Linked DNA regions of Mus musculus: region 2 is linked to region 1. A link is a contact called in public Hi-C data. All regions are on one chromosome and are shown on one strand. The core of a region is the stretch at or near the end of the contact, and the rest is flanking DNA. Distances in the headings are between cores, read along the strand shown. Region 1 has its middle 28 kb from the start of Dppa3. Region 2 overlaps Clec4d (C-type lectin domain family 4, member d).

What was found. A called contact is a pair of places that touch in the nucleus more often than the background predicts.
Region 2: a contact with region 1 is called in a Hi-C map of bone marrow-derived macrophages, with 8 times the contacts expected there. The contact joins two enhancer-like sites. A contact is called at or near these places in 2 of 39 promoter capture datasets (the C10 cell line and hippocampal neurons), 1 of 484 Hi-C or Micro-C datasets (bone marrow-derived macrophages), 3 of 115 datasets of contacts at active chromatin or transcription factors (bone marrow-derived dendritic cells and bone marrow-derived macrophages) and 3 of 9 other capture datasets (adipose tissue, bone marrow-derived macrophages and embryonic stem cells).

Annotation. Positions count from the first base shown.
Region 1 is chr6:122,652,796-122,655,782 of GRCm38.p6, forward strand. No RefSeq gene overlaps it. Among named protein-coding and RNA genes, the nearest start is that of Dppa3, 28 kb to the left of the region's middle. Within about 2 kb of position 1,311, at least 65 of the 459 cell types and tissues checked have an H3K27ac peak or open chromatin away from gene starts, as enhancers often do. A contact at or near this core is called in bone marrow-derived macrophages, where this site is marked.
Region 2 is chr6:123,264,726-123,267,853 of GRCm38.p6, forward strand. Clec4d (C-type lectin domain family 4, member d) reads left to right here. Exons shown (of 6, transcript NM_010819.4): 2 at 594-686; 3 at 2,330-2,437. Among named protein-coding and RNA genes, the nearest start is that of Clec4d, 4.2 kb to the left of the region's middle. Within about 2 kb of position 1,311, at least 67 of the 459 cell types and tissues checked have an H3K27ac peak or open chromatin away from gene starts, as enhancers often do. A contact at or near this core is called in bone marrow-derived macrophages, where this site is marked.

The DNA.
Region 1 (2,987 bases), core at 61-2,560:
TTGGGCATTCAATCTGTGATGTCCAAAATGTGCTCAGCAGAGGGCAGGCGGCAGCAACTGCCTGACCTGTAGAATGTGGCATTTGTGAGTATAGGGGTAGGTGGGAGTTGACAGAACCCTAAAAGACAGAGAAGATCGCTTCCCTCACTCCCAGTATGAAGACCCTGTTAAATGGTTCTCACCAGACTTTTATTCCTAAGTGTGCTGACACAGAACAGGAACAATAATGTCTTTCTGCCCAAGTGCTGAAAAAGCTTACACTTAAAGAAGGTGGCATGTGGTAAGGCACTTGCCCAGCACACATGGGCTGCGGGTTTAGTCCTCAGCATCACATACAAGCACAGACCACAGGGGACATGATATAAAAGCCAAACAGTCAGAGAGACGGCAACTCTGTATCACTGGGCCCTTTACGGTGGACAAAGGATGGCGCTTCTGGGCTTCACAGAGGAAGTTAGCACCGGAGAGCTGGCACTTCCTGTTGCTTTGTGTACAGAAATGCAGCATCTGAGAGTGTCATTGTTCACATCTTATTCATCTAGAATGGCGCAAATTAATATGGAAGAAAGACAAGAAAGCAAGAGAGGGGGGAGGGAAAACCAAGAAGGATGGCTGGGAAATTCCGGATGTGCTCTTTTTATTGTTTGTTTTTCAAGACAGGGTTTCTCTGCCCACCCCTGCCTCCCTGTGCTGAAATTAAAGGCATGCATCATCACCACCACCTGGCTAGATGGTTCATTCTATAGGTGATGAAACATGTAGAGGCCACTGGGAAAGGCGGAGGGAGGCTGAGGGGAAAATACGATTGGCTAGGGGAATGGCTGATAAATTCAGGAGGGATTAGCCGGGTGTGGTGGCACACGCCTTTAATTCCAGCACTCAGGAGGCAGAGGCAGGTGGTTCTCTGTGAGTTAGAGGCCAGCCTGGTCTACAGAGTGAATCTAGGACAACCAGGAATACACAAAGAAATTCTGTATCAAAAACCATAACCAAAACAAAACAAAAATTGAGGAGGGATTCTGAACATCAGCCAGACTTGGTAGGAAGAAATACAATTTTTTTCTTATCTCTAGAGGCTGGGCTTCCCCTTCTCAGAGGAGAAGGAGGGGCATGAAGGGAAGGGCAGTATGAGGGGGGACTGAGAAGAGGGGGGAGGCTGCAACCAGGGTGTAAAGTGAATAAATACATTAAGGGGAGGGAATCACTAGAGAGACAAAACTCTTCACGAAAGCTACCCTCTAACATTTCACTCTTTAGTGCCCTGGATATGGACAACCTCCTGTGTGCTGAGGATACCACACCAGGGGAAAGAAGCAAGAGATGGTGGCTGTGTGCATGTCGCTTTACAATGTAACAAACGACCAGGAACTTCCCACCCTAGAATAAGACAAACTGATGACCTCGAAGTTCTAAGACAGAGGCTGACATGGATCTCATTAGAACAAAATCAAGGAGTCTGCAGGGCCCCTCTTCTGCAAAACCAAGGCTCTTGGGTAGAATCCCTCACCCAGGCTCTCAGGTAGAATCTGTCGACTCTTCTAGAGCCTTGCCCTCGTTGGCTCTCACTTCTCCATTTTTAATGCATCTGTTTGCCCACTTCTTCCACTTTTGTACATTTAACATCCCTGTGACTCACTGGCCCATCCGGGTAATCCAGAAACCCCCAACGTGAAGGTCATCTGACTGACAGCAACAATTCCATCTGCAACCACCATTCTCCTCGGTCATGTGACATAACACATGACCAGGTCCTGTGGAGTTTGTATATGGATCTCTTTAAAAGAGGAACACATTCTGCACAGCACAAAAGGGGACTTCCTGTGCTACAGTTGCCATTAGCTATGTGTCAACTAGGTTTGAACGAGTAATTTGGCAGGGACTGTGCTATAGAGATGAGTAATATATAGAAAAGGATAATCGTGGCTTGTGGCTAAGTTGGACCTCCAGCCTGGGGAAGGAAGAATGATTGCTCAAGTCATATCAATCTGTAGCTTCTCCCCTCTGCAGTGGGAAGAAACAAATCATGTAGTTCTTATGTACTAGGTGTTCAGGTGGGTGGACCTACCAGCATCTCTACCTGGAGGCAAATTCCAAACTCCCCATAGCCTTGCTGTGCACAGGCTCACTTTCCTGGGTCTCCATGTAGAGAAGGAGCTGGGAGCCTCTGTTATTGACATAGACTTGGGGGGGGGGGGTCAGGACCCCCCCCCCACACACACATAGGTAGAGAGTGGGTCAGAAAGCAACCATAGGGTCTATTATTATACTCTTTCAAGATGAAAGCAAACCTGTCCGGGGCCAGCCCGGCACCTCTTCTTTCTTGGTTCTTCTTGAGGCAGTGGATGGGGAAGAGCATCAGTGGTGGCAAGACTTGATCTTGTGAGATATTTAGGGTTGCTGTTTAGCAATAAAACACTTACCTATTAAGTCTAAGTCACTTTGCTACTGTAGCTGACCTGCCTGAGCTCCTTGGAGGCCAGAAACAGCAGCCTCATTGTTTAGCACCTCATTGTAAAACAGCAGGGAATTAAGCAAAGGATTAATTGCTAGAGCCTTTACTCTTTTGTTCAGATGTCTCTTTTTGTCAGGCTAGTGGGAAGTTTGGAGCAATAAACTTCTATTGAACTAGGATTAGAGAGTCACACTCACAGAAGGAAAACTTTTACACAGGCAAATATGGATAAACTCACATAAACTCATATGCAGATTCATGCTTATATATTCATATATTTCCATTCAAACCAGTTGGGCTCAGCTTACATACTTAGCTCATAGTTACATACTTACACACACACACATCCATGCTTACGTATGTATATCAAGCAAAAGACCAAGCATCAGTGCAGAAGAACTCACTCATTCTGGATGAAAAATGAACTCCAGTCTTTATTGTATAGAGGTGGGGAGAAGCATCAATCCTTTTATTGCTAAATTAGTTAAACACAAGCCTGTAAGATGAAAGCTTTGTCCTCTTTAATAAGACTAAG
Region 2 (3,128 bases), core at 61-2,560, 610 kb after region 1:
CCAGCGAAGGAATATGTTGTAGCAGTGAGGTGGGAGTGGGTAGGTAGGTGAGGGAGCACCCTCATGGAGGCAAAATGGAAGGGGGAGAGGGCAGATGGGATGGGAGGGCTGTGGAGGAGTAACCATGAAGGGGGATATCATTTGAGATGTAAATGACAGGAATGATTAATTTTTTTAAAAAAATCACAAGAAATGTAAAAATAAATTATGCAATAAACTGAAAAAACTTATTGCTCATAATTTACACAGTATTTTAATTGATTTTAGAAACTACATGTCTTCAATAGTGATATTACAAGATCTTTCTTCATGTACATGATTGTGTGTGTGTGTGTGTGTGTACCTGTATTACACTATGTTATATAGAAGCTTGGATTTTTATGACCTTTATGTTCTGAGTATAAAAATGTTTCTTTATAAAAACAAGTTTGCATTTTTCTTTGTTATTATTTGGTTTAGTCACAGGGAATATTTAAGTCTCTTGAACTCCTAACATACTTTACATGCTATCACATTTAGCCTGCTCCTTGATAATCTTGACTTCCCTCATCTTATGGCAGAGAGGAGAGTAACCTATATCCCCTTTGTTTCAGCAAAAGGTACCCGACATCCCCAACTGATCCCTTGCGTCTTCGCTGTTGTTTCCATCTCGTTCCTTAGTGCTTGCTTTATTTCAACTTGTTTGGGTAAGCTACTAGCCAGAATGAAGCTCATTTTGAATTATCTTCTCAAAGAATGTCCAACATGTGCTCCCAAAGCCTCCCTTTTCCTCAGCTTATCCACACACAACACATTCCCCATCTTAGGCTTACTATCAGAGCTGTACATTTGATTTTTTTTAAAATTTGTATGAGACTGTTCTGCTCGCTTCCAAAATAATCACTTTGCTGAGGTCTAACGGACATATTAAAAACTCTATTAAATATGTCCATATCAAGATTGGGAACAAATATGCATCCATGGAGCCATTGCCACCCTTAATGTCATAGAAAATCTTGTATTTTCTGATATCAAGCTATAAGATGAGGTTATGACTGAATTAGTATGTTGTAGGCCTAAGACAGATAGGCTGGAGGAAAGAATAAACAGTGGCAGCATAGACTCTGAATATGTAACTCCTAATCTAATATTGAGGGCGATATTGCAGAGTTATCGGGAAAGGTGTTTTGTTGAATTAACATTGTAGGCTTCATTGATTGTATTTAATAAATGAAATCAACTTAATAAATGACATCTTACCATGTCACACCCAGTGTCAACCTAATTGGTTGTTAGGGAAGTAAAACTGCAAGTCACAGTGAGTCACTATTGCAGAAACACCAGGATGGTAGTGACTCAAAAGACACAGTGTCTGATGACGGAGGTGCAGGAAACTTGGATCTTTGATGCTTGACGGCAAGAGAGAGCTTAAAGTAGGAAACATGTTTGGAAAGCTTTCCCATGTACCCCATTTATCATGCACTGGCCATCCCACTCTGAGGCACACATGCCTTACAGAAATGTGTACTTACTCTTCTTAGGATTCAAGGTCAAAGATGCTCAAAATAACACAGTTCACAACAACCTAATACTGGAAGTCATGAGAGTGCTAGAAACCAAAGAGATCAGGGTGTTTTACTCCACGGAGACAATAGGTTACTGTCCAGTTATGAAAATGGACAGAATATAATTTTATTTAGGCAGCAATATTGCTTCAGAAACAGTGCTGGGCATAAGCCAACACCAATGGAAGCAGGGCATTTGAATCCATTCATAGCAAAGTCTAACAGAAGACATTTTGATTTGTGTGGTTTAAGCTGAAACTATGATGCAAGACACAAGCTACAAAATGGAAGAATGGGTTGTGCTGGGATATTATGGTTACCTGAAATGTTGGTAGTATCTTATTTTTTGAACTTGGCAATCTTTGCTAGAAGTATTCACATTACATTAATTTACTAACCTGTACATTTATGGTTTTCTTTTTTTACTTTTCAATATTTGATTATTTTCCAAAGTAAAAATATTACTAAACTTGTGAAGTTCACAAAACTTTGTGGAATTAGCCCAGGGCTTACCACAACCCCCACTCTTATGCAAATTTTGGTGAAATAAACTGAAAACATTGTGCACTTAAAAGGTTCCAAAAGTTCCAATGTAAATCATAGATAATATGATTATAAAATATTAGCTTTCATTGAATTTATCTGGGATCATGAAATGGCATAGGAAAGAAAGAGGGTGTGGGGACTTTAACTGTGAGGGAAGGAGAAAGGTGGGGAGATCAGCCCACTTTTCTAAATTAATGGCTACACAGCAAAAGAAAATCAACTGCTTTTCCTGATGACAGTGACTCATCATTACTTTTTACGCTGGACGAGAGGAAGTGTGGTGAAACTGTCAGACTACCACACGAGAGTAACGTGCATCCGAGAGGAGCCACAGCCTGGAGCTACAGGTAGCAGAGTAAACCTCTTTATCTACTTCCATCCAGCCTTTAGATAGCATCTGTCAGAATGAGAACTGGCTGCAAGAATGAATATCAGTCAACTAGGACAGAGAAGTTTCTCATGACTGTAATAAATTGCTGTAACACATTATTAATGTGTGTGTGTGTGGGGGGGGGGTTATGCTGGGGATCAAACACAGGACTTGTACATGCTAGGCAATTACTACACATCAACAGAACTTGTTTTTTGAGACACAGTCTCACTATGTAGTCCAGGTTGGCCTGAAACTAGGGACATCCTTGCTTCTGTCTCCTAAGAGTTTAGATATCAGGTCAGTGTTATTATCCCTAGACTGTGGGCATTTTTTACATCTGAAATATAAAAAAAAACTTCATTTAATTTTTCCTTGATGCAGCTATGTTGTGAGAACAGTTTCTTCTCCCTGAGATACCTATTTCTTTATTTATATTCTGTAATTTATAAGGTTAGAAAGAATTAAACGCTTGAGTTTTACACAGTCTTTGCTTATCTTACAAATAGAATATCCTGTAAAAGTCTTTGCTGTAGGAACCTTTTGCTTAATTTAATTTACCCCCACCCCATCTCTCAATTCTTTTCTTTATTTGATGAATACCAAACTCAGGACTTTTCACATTCTAGGAATGTGCTTACCATTGAGTCACACTGCTAGCTTGGGGA